Regions from separate parts of the Sus scrofa genome. Here region 2 is linked to region 1. The links are chromatin contacts, called in public Hi-C maps. All regions are on one chromosome and are shown on one strand. Each heading gives the region's core, a stretch centred on a gene start, on an enhancer-like site or on the middle of the called end of the contact. The rest is flanking DNA. Distances are from core to core; before and after follow the strand shown.

Region 1 (6,126 bases), core at 1,058-3,557:
ACAAACTTTAGAGAAGGTCACTCATGAAAATTTAAAAGAATCAAGAATTTCAATGCAGGGCACATATGCTCATGGTTTTACACCAGATCAAAACTTGAGGAAAGTTTTCAGACATTAAGGCAGCAGCAGGCAGAAGAGAAAAGGTGTGCATGATGGAAACCCAATAAAAAGCAAGGACAGAAACATGGAGCTGACACAATTCCTATATGAGCACACACTGGCTGCTAAACACCTAGTCCATCCAGCAACTGACCCTGTACTTACCTCTGTGCAGTTCCTCCTTCAGACCTCTACTCTTCCCACCTTGTTCCAATTTGGGTAACGCCCTTCATACCAGCACATGGCCCTTCACCTTTCTTACAAGCACACTCCCCACTTGATCTTTTTGCATTCCTTCTTCAGAAATACCAACCATGTGGTGTTCTTGTTTGACAGTTTCAGTTTTTTTGGCCAAATTCGAAAGGGACTAATCCTATAATGTCCAGGTCTGACTAGGGTCTTGTTACTTGGAGTGTGGTCAGTGGACTAGCAACTCATCACATTTCTGAGAGTTTATCAGAAATGCAGCCTCTCAGCCCCAGCCCAGTTCTACTGATGCAGAAGCAGCATTTAATCAGCTCGGCAGAAGATTCCTAGACACAATAAAGTTTGAGAAGTCCGGTGCTAGAGCCTACATTCATTCGGGGCTAGATCCTACATTCATTCAACCAAGATTTATTATGCCCGGGCAGGGTCTACAGCAGGTGTTCAAAGTACAGGAGGATGTGAATGGCGTGGAAAAGGGAAAGTACAGGCATTCCATTGCAGTGGAGAAGCTCTAAAAGCAGCAACACCAGGGAGAGGGGTTCTAACAGGGTTAATAATCTTTCACCAAAATTCAGACGTGACCTGCTGCAGCTAGGCTGTGGAGATCTGGAATCTGGGAACTGGACCCCGTTTTGCAGCAGGCGGGAGGAATACAGGGGAGGTGTGTGTGTGTGTGTGTGTGTGTGTGTGTCTCTTCCCCGCCTCGGCCACAGGCCGCAGGAGCTGACAAGGCCAAGTCCCCGCCCCCCTCAGCTGTCACCCTGTCAAAACAAAGCCGCTGCTGACAGCGCAGGGCCAGCCTGCCCCGCGGCCTCGGCCAATGTCGCCACTCCAGAAGCTCGGCGCCCACATCTGGATCCGCAGCTCAGGGGTGACTGGGTGCCCAGAGCTGGCATGGAAACGGGATGGCGAGAAACGCGCGTTCTCAAACTGAGCAGTAGCGCCCGCCGCGCTGGGCTGTCACCTTGCCAAATCCTGTTTACACCCCGAGAGGCTGGCGATTCAACTAAACAAGTAATAATACAATAATGACGGGGCTGTCACCGCGCACCTTAACGCCTCTGCCGTCCGCGGAGGGCGCCCGCAGCTCTAAGACCCTGCCTCGGGCTGCACCCAACTTCCCACCCTGCGCGTTCCGCCCCTTAGAGCTCCCAAAGCGCTGGGAGTCAGGGATCCCACTCCAGCCACACTCCTTCCACCCAGCTCCGCCCCACGGAGCACAGGGAAAGGAGGGCGGAGAGGGGACGCTCAGATCCCCAAAGATGTTTTTTTGGCCCTAGGGCGCTCGCCGCACAGTGAGCCCAGCTCCACTCCCAGGAAGGCGCCTCCGGCGAGCTCCTACAGAGCAACAAAGCCCCAGGGCAGCCCAGGAGCGCGAACGCAGCGGCAACTCTTTCCAAAGGGAAGGAAGGAAAGGCTCTCCGTCGCGGAGATCAATTCTCCCTCCCGACAGGACTCTGGTCCGAGAAGCTGCTAATTGGGCGCGGGCACAGCAGCACTTCCGCGGTGCAGCGGCCCCAGGCGGGAGGCGGGAGGTGGGGGCGGGAAGGGGAGGGGGTGGGGTCCTGCGGGCCTGGCCGCTGCTCCTCGGGCGGGCCCCGAGCGGAGCGCGTACCTTGCAGGCGGAGTACACTCCGAGTTTCTCCAGTTTCTTGGCCCGCGGAGCGGAGCGCAGTTGCGCCTTCTTCACCGCGATCCGGGCCGAGCCGCCGCCTCCCGGTCCCTCGGCTGTGCCCGCCGCCGCCACCGCCGTCGCCGGTCCGCAGGCACCCGAGCCCCCGGCGGCGGCGGCGCAAGGGGAGCCTGCGGGGGCGCAGGCGGCGGCGCGGGGGGCGGCGGGGGTAGCGCCCCGAGCCCAGCCCCCGCCCCGGCCCCCGCCCCGCCGCCGCCCGGCCCGGCCCCGCCAGCCTCGGACATGCCGCCCCGGAGCACGGCAGGAGGCGCCGAGTGTCAGGCGCCGCCGCCGCCAGGGTCTCTCTCTCGGGCTCTGGTCGCCGGGAGCGCGAGACCCTCCCCCCGCGCCCTCCCGCCCCTGCGCCCACCCCCCTCCCCGCCCCCGCCCTCCCCGCGCACCGCCCGCCCGGCTCGCTCCGGCCGCGGCCCGCGCGCTGACGGTGGTGGTGGCGGCGGCAGCTGCTCCCCCCGGAGGGAGGGGACTAGCGGCTCCACGGCCGCCGCCGCCGCCACTGCGCCCGCCCTCCCCTGGCTCTTCTCCCCGGGGCCCCGCTCCGCGCGCGGGCCGCGGACATGTTCCCGGGGTGCCTGCGGCGGGTGCTGGCTCCGGAGGAAGGTCGGGCCAGGCACTCCCCCCACCCCGGTAGCTTCCCGCTGCCTGCGGGGCGTGCACCCCCCACCCGGCGCCTGGCACCAGGCGCTCGCCCGCCAGGGGGCGAGGCCAAGCCGGAGGTGGGGGGGACGAGAAGGAGGGTAGGGGCCGGCGCCCAGGCACCTGCTGGCCGCCTCCATCTCAGCAGTCCCCCTTACCCAGCCGACCCCGCCTAGGATGGGGTCGCCGGGGGCGGCAGGGGGGGGAGAGACTCCCATCATCTGTCCCTCCCCACTATTCCACCCTTTCGCAGAACGAAGACAACTTCCTCCACCCTAGCGGGAGCCAGAGGGAAAAAAAAAATATTTTTGAAAAGTACCCGTCCGTGCTAATCCTTTTCTTTGTTGGTAATTCAACCAAAATAAAAGCGTGATGTTTTCCATTTCTCTTTTTAGATACTTTTCTGCCCAACTTCTTTCCTTTAAGAACAGTTTCTTCCTATAAGCAATTTCTAGATCCCACCAGCCAGAGAAAGGAAAAGACTGTTAATCGATATTTTCTGTAATTTTTGTTTGAAAGTGCTGGTTGTTAAAAAGAATGCTAGTCCAAAAAGCACTATTAGAATGAAAGCTACTCGCAGTGGGAAAAGTTCGTTAACAGGACTCATCTCCGCAGGGTGGGACTATAACCTTGTTACTTTTTTTTCTATAATGTTGCATAGTTTTCAGAATTGATATCACCAGCATGCATATTAACCATGAAAAAAAACTTCAGCAGCGTCCAAAAGAATGTGTTGGTTTTGGCTTCAAACTTAAAAACAAAAACAAAACAAAAAACTGAAAAACTCAACTCAGCATTTTCAACTTTGTTGAAACTGTTGAAAGCTACCGTTTTCATTGTTGATGACAATGAGGGTGGTGTTTAGTAATTCAGAGAACACGTTTCAGTTTTTCATTTGAAAGCTGTGCACCTTTGGTCTGCCTCTCTAGAGCAGTTTTTGAAAACACAGGGCTATATCTCAGGACCTGTCACAAATGCCCTGCTTTTGTAATATGAGTCATAATTTTTATGTAATATGGGTCATAATGTGTGTGGGTTTTCGTGTTTGTTTTGGTTTTTTTTTTTTTTTTTTTTTTTTTTTGGTCTTTTTGTCTTTTTAGGGCTGAACCCACAGCATATGGAGGTTCCTAGGCTAGGGCTTGAATCAGAGCTGTAGCTGTCAACCTGCACCACAGCCATAGCCACAGCCACAGCCACAGCCACTCGGGATCCAAGATGTGTCTGAGACCTACACCACTGTTCACAGGCAACACCGGATCCTTAACCCACTGAGCCACACAAGAACTTCAAAAAAAATTACAAATATTAAAGTCTAGTTGATTGTGCTCATGCTTAAAGTTTAGGGGTGCAGTGCCCTGATATGTGCAGTGTGCTTTAAGAAGCATTAAAAAAAAAAAAAAGATGAATTGATGCATCTGTGAAAGGGCAGATAGGCAGATGAACAGACAGATATGTGATAAAGCAAGCAGAGCAAAATGTTGAGTTGAATATAGGTACAGGGATGTTCATTGTGCTGTCCTTTTAAACTTTTTTCTGTATGTCTGAAATTTTCATCATAAAATCACCCATCACCTCATCCTAAACTGTCCCCAGAATTCAAGAGGCAGGCTATTTCCAGGATGTTTTGAAGCAGAATAAAACAACCTTATTTCATTCCACCCTGAAAACCATCACTGTCTGAATGGTGAATGGCATGTGACATCCACTGAACATTATTTTTCATTATTTCCCTGCTTGGAGCATCCAGATGACATACTGCCTTAGGCTGAAGGCCCACAGTTCCAAGGCCTATTCAAAGTGGATTATGAGCACCAGGCCAGGACATTTCAAGGGCAAAGGATTCAGGAGGCTTGTTGCTTCTATGTAATCAGGCTGCTGTGAGTGTGAGCGTTTAGTAAGCTCCTATGCACAGAGTCCTTTTAGGAAGTGAGCATCAAGAAAGTGAAAAGCAATGTTTTCATTTACAAAGTGTTCGCAATTGTGAAGGATGTCAATCTAAAATGGAGAATCTCATGCTTGTGCCCTGAGAAGAGCAGAACTTAGAACTTAAGAACTGAGATGGATTTGTGCTAATGCTTCACAGAAGACCCAGACTTACCTCCTGAGCAATGAACAACCACCAAGAGTCTCTCCCCATCCTCAAGCCAATGATCATACCGATTGGCCTCCAGCCAGACTCCCTGTCTTGAATCTCCCTACCCAAAAATTCAGCCCACCCACACCCTTAGCACACTTGCCTGTGGCTTGCTGTGGTTTGCATTTCCTGGAATTCCAATTCCCATGCTATTCCCAAATAATCTCAATTTCTGGTTGTTCAGTGTTGCCTCAGTTTACCTCTTTATTTAGGTTGACACAACTTGCTTAGGTAGGAAAATCACAATTGAGGTAGAGCTTCCCTGCCTGCCAGCTTGAAACTCTCACAAGCATCCTGTTCTAATAAATCTATTTCTTGCCTAAAAAAATAAAAAAGAAAGAAAGAAAAGAGAGAAAATCCTACAATAAAAAAATATGAAAGTCTTGAAGAGTAGGAATTGAGGGAGCAGGTTGATCCCTGGAGGTTATTTCTGGCTTATTAATACTGTAGGATGTTACACAGCTGACACAAAGAATGACCTTTATACAAATGTAATAGCATAGGAAATACTGATGAATGATCTCCAGGAAATCTCCAGGAGATACTGCTGAATGATCTCTGTACAGTATAATCCCATCTATGTTAAGAGCAAACTCACATCAACAGATAAAGAGAGAACTTTCAATCAGTGCTTACAAAAATGCAAAAGCAGGAGTTTCCATCGTGGCTCAGTGGTAATGAACCTGATTGGTATCCATGAGGACAAGGGTTCGATCCCTGGCGTCATTCAATGGGCTAAGGATCAGGTGTTGTCATGAGCTGTGGTGTAGGTCTCAGACGTGACTCGGATCTGGCGTTGCTGTTGCTATAACTGTTTTGACCCCTAGCCTGGGAACTTCCATATGCCTCCAGTGCAGCCCTATAAAGCAAAAAAAAAAAAAAGCAGAAGTTCCTTTGATGCAGCAGTTTAAAGATTAGGCATTGTCACTGCAGGGGCTCAGGTTCCATCCATGGCTGGTAACTTCCTTATGCCTCAGGTGCAGCCTTAATTAATTAATTAATTAATTAAAATGCAAAAGCAAGAGAAAGATTTAGAACGATACACAGTCAACTCCTAAATGTAGTTGCCTTTCACCAGGCTCCCCGAGAGCCTGTTTTATTTTTATTTTTTATTAAGGTGCAGTTGATTTACAATGTTGTGCCAATTTTGTTTTTGCCCTCAGCGTGAAGTTCCCAGACCAAGTATCAAACCCATGCCACAGCAGTGACCCAGGCCACTGCAGTGTCAACACCAGATCCTCAGCCTGCTGTATCAGAGGAGAACGCCTGAGAGTAAAACTTCTTTTATTCATTTTTATATTCTCAATTTCTCATTCAAAAAAAGTTCTCAATATGGGAGTTCCTGTAGTAGCTCAGCAGA
Region 2 (6,126 bases), core at 2,717-5,216, 170 kb before region 1:
AGTTTTGCTCCTCAAAACATGCTCTGTAGATCAGCAGCAACACCTGGGAACTTGTCAGAAATGCAAAAATCTCAGGACCAGACTCACATCTAGTGAATCATAATCTGCATTTTAACAAGATCCCCAGGTGATTTATGTGCACATAAAAATCTGATAAATACCAGAACCACCTGTGGAACTTAACAAGGGTGCGAAAAGTCCAGGGTCATGGAAGTAGAGTAAGGCCTGTGCCTCTGTGTTTTTACCAAGTTTCCTAGTGAAAGGGTTTCAATATCTGGCTATCCTAGTCCATCTCTTAGGTAAGGCAATACCTCCGCTCAACATGAAGTTCTATGCTCCCAATCTGACAGTTAGTTAACCATTGTTAAAAGGGATAATTCGCTATTTAATGTCCTGCTAGTGAGGCAACAGGCTAATGTACAAGTGCCTTGAGTTTTGTTTTTACAATAATCCCATACTAAATCATGCCTATTGATTAATCAGGCTATTAATAAACACCACCTTTCTATTTGAGCAAAATAGTATTTTAAACACAAAAATACTGGAAAATAATGTTAGCATTTTTCTCCTGTTGTTTCACATTTCCCATGTAAGCAGCCATGCTCAAGTAACAGCACTTCCATAAATTATCTAAGAAAATAGTGGGATTTTGCAAATGTGTAGGTATCTCTTGCATATTCTAGAAACCATATTCTGGTTGTCATACCTCCTTTTCCTATTGCCTGTTTCCAATGCCTGCTGTCCCCACCCTACTCTACACATGGTACTGTCTTAAGGCAAAACTGACCTTTTCTTAGACCACATTTCCATTCTAGTCTTTCATCAGTTTGTAGAGCAAAGAAAGAGCCTGTTTATTTGAAGAAAGGTGTTCACAAAAGAAATTATAAAATAACATTAAATGGAATTAGAATTTCCAAAGATAATCCATGATGTAGATACTTTATATTTTCTATAACAGAAATGAATATTAAATAAGCATGCTTCTCATCAAAATGCATAGAATTGGTTTTGCACAGCAAAGAAAACCATGAAAAACAAAAAGACAACCTACAGAATGGAAAAAAATGTTTCAAATGATGCAACTGACAGGGGTTTAATCTCTAAAATATACAAACAAAAGCCAACAACCCAATGGAAAAATGGGCAAAAGACCTGAATAGACATTTCTCCAAAGAAGAGAACAAGCACACACAAAAAAATGCTCAACATCACTGATTATTAGAGAAATGCAAATCAAAACCACTAGGAAGTACCACCTCACACCTGTCAGAATGGCCATCATTAATAAGTCAACAAATAACAAATGCTGGAGAGGGTGTGGAGGAAAGGGAACCCTCCTGCACTGTTGGAAGGAATGTAAATTGATACAACCACTACGGAAAACAGTATGGAGATACTTCAGAAGACTAAATATGGAACTACCATATGACCCAGCAATCCCACTCTTGGGCATATATCTGGACAAAACTGTCCTTGAAAAAGATACATGCACCCATATGTTCACTGAAGCACTATTCACAATAGCCAAGACATGGAAACAACCTAAACGTCCATTGACAGATGAATGCATCAAGAAGATGTGGTATATATACACAATGGAATACAACTCAGCCATAAAAAAGAACAAAATAATGCCATTTGCAGCAACATGGCTGGAACTAGAGACTCTCATACTAAGTGAAGTTAGGAAGAGAAAGGCAAATACCACATTTCATGCTTATATCTGGAATCTAATATATGGTACAAATGAACCTTTCCACTGAAAAGAAACTCATGGACTTGGAGAACAGACTTGTGGTTGCCAACGGGTGGCGGGAGGGGAGTGGGATGGACTGGGAGTTTGGGGTTAATAGACGCAAACTATTGCATTTGGAATGGATAAGCAATGAGATCCTGCTGTATAGCACAAGGAACTATATCCAATCACTTGTGATGGAACATGATGGAGGATAATGTGAGAAAAAGAATGTTTGTATATGTGTATGACTGGGTCACTTTGTTGTACAGTAGAAATTTTTTCCACTATAATGGAAAAAACGAAATATTTTAAAATGTATAGTATTGGGCATGTATGAATCAGAAAGTTAAAAAAATGAAAACCTGTATCAGAGTTTCCATTTTTGTGCACTTACTATTAATTTCACTTTAAAAAGTGAATGTGTGTAAATGTATAACTGAATCACTTTGTTGTACAGCAGAAATTATCACAACATTGTAAACCAACTATACTTCAATAAAACTTTTTTAAAAATTGGAGCTAGAGTGTATTGGAAAATGAGACCAACTAGTATAATTAAAGGCACTTAAATACAAAGATTTTGCTTTTCCTCCACAGTATCTATCGTAATTTGTCATTGTGACATCATTCAATGTTGTTCTAAGCAAAAGAAAATTTAAAATTTCAAACATGCACATTTTACCATTCATCTTTACATTGCACAATGCCAGTTTAAATGCAAATATATGAGCATTTAACTTGCTTGTGCAGAATCACCAAAATCACATAATTCATATTTCATAGCTCTTACATGTATATATAGTTCGTTCTTACCTAACAGAAGAAATGCTGCACAAAAACTGTTTATATTTCATTTCTTTATATGTGCATATTCTACCAACACTTTCTTACCTTCAGTTTAGGAATGAGTAGAGATGGACTGAAAAGAAATTATGAGCTGTCCTATCGTTCATTTTCCTATGTCATCATTTTTAAAGTGGTTAGAAAATAGAAAACAGTAGCATTCCTCAGGTATTCATATTTCATAGAACACCATTGCCATGCTATGTCCAAAGCAAGTTCTGGTTCAAAAGAAACCGGAAAAGCCTCTCAGGGCTTTCAGCACCCCTATATCTCCAATTAGAGAGGTACCGACTGATATGGAACCTGCCCACAGAATTCCAGGAGACCCACAGAGCATTTTCAAAAGAAAATTCAGAGAAAGTCACTTGATGTGAATGTTTTACTAAGAAACAAACTGCGAATCAGGAGACCTCTAACTAGAAGTGATTAGAAACTCTTCGCTCAGCAGTTACAGCTCAGTTCATAAAGCCTGAATGAGGGAGTCCATTTTCGCTGTTGTTGCGACTGGTTACCAGAAACTTCTACTTTTTTTGATTAGTAGAATCATTATACTTGTTTGGAGCTCATTGGCTACAACCCAAACACTAATATTAGCATGTTAGCGATAAGGTCACAGAAACATGAAGAATTTTTACAGCTTAAATTTTGTTTTAAAGTCAGAGCCAGCACTTTAGGGAAATCACTCTGACAACACAAGCTAACCGAGCCTGCCATCAGAACAGGCACTGGTACAGTTAATAGAAAAGGATTAGGTAGTTGTCTAGAGCATGGAAAATAGTGGGGTGTGGACCTGAAAATACTTAGAAAGTAGAATTGACAGGACTGGGTAACTGGACGTGGAAAAGCTAAGGGAGAATAATCAATAAGGAAAATTCCCCGGGCTTCTGGGCAGGTAACTGGACGGGTGGTGCCACTTCCTGAGGGTTAAAGAAACAAAGGTAGTTGGGCAAAGAGAAAGCAGCTGGAGCTGAATATTTCAAATATCTGCAACTTCGCTAATAAAATTCCTTTAATCCAAAAACGGGTCCCTATTTTGGTTTGAATATCCCTTTAGCTGCCTCCGGGCTGCAGGCTGACAACTAGGAACATTTTTCTCACAAGAGGGAGCCCTTGCACACCACCTCGAAGACCGGCTGCAGTACGACTAAAGAAACAGGAAGCTTTGAACGCCCTAAAACACCCGTCCTTAAAGGTGTCGGAGAGGCTCCACCCCAAAAAGCCAACAACTCGGAGGCGGAGGCGAACTGAGCCGACGGGTTGACTCTGCCTGACAACTGGCTCCGCCCTCCCGGAAGGGGGGGCGGGTGCCCGGATGTGGGTTCTCAGCAGCAGTGTTTCGCGCGAGGCCGCCGGGCGGGGCGGGGTTCTGCCGGCTCCAGAGTGTCACGTGACCCAAGCTAGCCAGCCAATGGGTGAGCGCGGCGGAGAATTTCGAATGTGATCGTAGCAGTCAGCGGGCGGCTAGAGACGGTGCGGGAGCCTTGCGGGGCCTGGAACTCACGGCGCGCACGGCAGACAGCCTCGCGGAGCCTTGGAATGTGAGGAGGAAGGCTACAGCTGTGGCAGAAGCCGTGGCCAAGGTATTGTGGTGGACGCCCCCGCGGGAGGCGCGTCTCCGGGCCTCTTCCGGCAGCCCCCACCTCCCGCCCCGCTTTCTCGGAAAAGAAGGGGTCGCAGGTTTTTCCGGCGTGGCGCTGGGGGTAGTGACCCCTGTCCCCCTTCCCTCGGGACGTCCCTGTGGTTCTGAGTTCAATGGCGAAAAACTCAGGCTGTGAAGTAGGCCTGAACGGTTGCCTTTCTCTGTTCGGCCACCCGACCTGGGCTTTTCGATGCTCAGTTTCCTCTAATGTTAAATGGAGACCCAAACCTCCCGCCTTGCCGAATTGTGTGATTTAAGTGATGTGTAAATAAAGCGTTTTCAGTGACTAAAAGCCCCAAGTTCAACATCAGGGCACACACTGGCAGCTCTCCTGTGCAGCGCCATAACGTTGACGTCCCTTTCTTTTGATGTTTCTCTTACCCTGGAGAAGTGTCCTGTGCGGCTGCCCCAGCAGCAGAAATGGTGAAAGAATTTTAGTGGATATCACATATTCTAGGTTCTTTTGACTCGAGACCCCTTACCCGAATACTGGACAGACGGAGACTACCCTGATTGTTGTCATTCATTCTTCCCACCACACCCCCTTTGAACACCATGGGCCTAGACAGGAATGAGGCCTCTGATGCGACAACTTTCTTTTGTTATATTAAGTTCATCAAATGGAATGACGAATATTTTTTAGATGTGCTTTGCTTTTTAAATACCTTATCTAGACTAACTCGGTTAGTTACCTAATCTGTATACTCTCAAACATCTCCAGGTTCAAACAAAAACTCCATTGTGTCAGGCTATTTTATACAACCCACTTAACACTAGTGCTTTAAAAAAAAAAAATTGTGCTTGCTCTACTGGAAACATCCAGTATATATTATATCTACATTGGAAGAAAGAAAATATTTAAATGAAATGGACAATATCTATATTAAAGACCCCAGAGTAAAATAAGGAAGGCCTGGAGGAAATACTCAAGAAAATATAAGGTTCAGGAAAATATTTGACTAACTTAGAGGAGATAAAACTATCCTTTGTAGTGAAAGTTGTATATGGATGGTTGTCAGAAACAGGAATTATATTTTGCAATTTTAAGATCTGCAAAGTACAATCTAGGGCAAAAGATGTTCATGAAAAGTAGTTTGACATACTTAGTAGCAGAATACTGAAGCATGTCTGAGTTGCAGCACTGAAAGATTTAAGCATACTTAACGTACTCAATAGCACAGTCCACTGGCAGTGCATTTTTCTACTCTATATAGAACAATAATTATATCATGTCTTATCTTCTGTATTCATAATTGACTCGGAGTTAGCAGGCCTGAGTTTTAGAAATGACTGAGACAACTGGCATGTTCCTGTGCCCCAGTTTCTGCTTTTTCTGGCCCTGATTGTTATAGCCCAGTACCTATGGAGATCACCTGACTTTCTTGGGCATGTGTGCATAGCTTATGTAACTGGAAAGCAAGGCTTATATATAAGATTGCCTCTGAACTAATGCTTTACACCTAAGTAACCTGAAAAGTTGGTCATAAATACTGTTTTAGGGAGTTCCCGTCATGGCTCAGTGCTTAATGAATCTGACTAGGAACCATGAGGTTGTGGGTTCGATTCCTGGCCTTGCTCAGTGGGTTAAGGATCTGGCGTTGCCATGAGCTGTGGTGTAGGTCACAGATGCTGCTCAGATCTGGCGTTGCTGTGGCTGTGGTGTAGGCTGGTGGCTACAGCTCTGATTAGACCCCTAGCCTGGGAACTTCCATATGCCATGGGTGCAGCCCTAGAAAAGACAGAAAGACAAAGAATAATAATAAAATAAATAAATACTGTTTTAGGGAATGTCAAAATATATTAAGCATTTCCCATAGTGCCTAGTATGTTGTAATCCCACAATGAGTATTTGTCAAATAATAAATAAGTGCGTGTAATAGAGTCTTTGGGTTGCAAATCCACATTT

Evidence for each region. A called contact is a pair of places that touch in the nucleus more often than the background predicts.
Region 2: a contact with region 1 is called in a Hi-C map of embryonic fibroblasts, with 3 times the contacts expected there. The contact joins the promoter of SGO1 here to the promoter of KAT2B in region 1. A contact is called at or near these places in 2 of 5 promoter capture datasets (fetal liver and liver), 9 of 47 Hi-C or Micro-C datasets (alveolar macrophages, embryonic fibroblasts, epiblast stem cells and 6 more) and 2 of 2 datasets of contacts at active chromatin or transcription factors (alveolar macrophages and skeletal muscle).

The regions. Positions count from the first base shown.
Region 1 is chr13:6,981,332-6,987,457 of Sscrofa11.1, reverse strand. It overlaps KAT2B (histone acetyltransferase KAT2B), which reads right to left and starts at 2,307. Exons shown (of 19, transcript XM_021071366.1): 1 at 2,115-2,307; 2 at 1,922-2,112. The coding sequence starts at 2,223.
Region 2 is chr13:7,151,042-7,157,167 of Sscrofa11.1, reverse strand. SGO1 (shugoshin 1) reads left to right here and starts at 3,966. Exons shown (of 8, transcript XM_003132070.4): 1 at 3,966-4,161.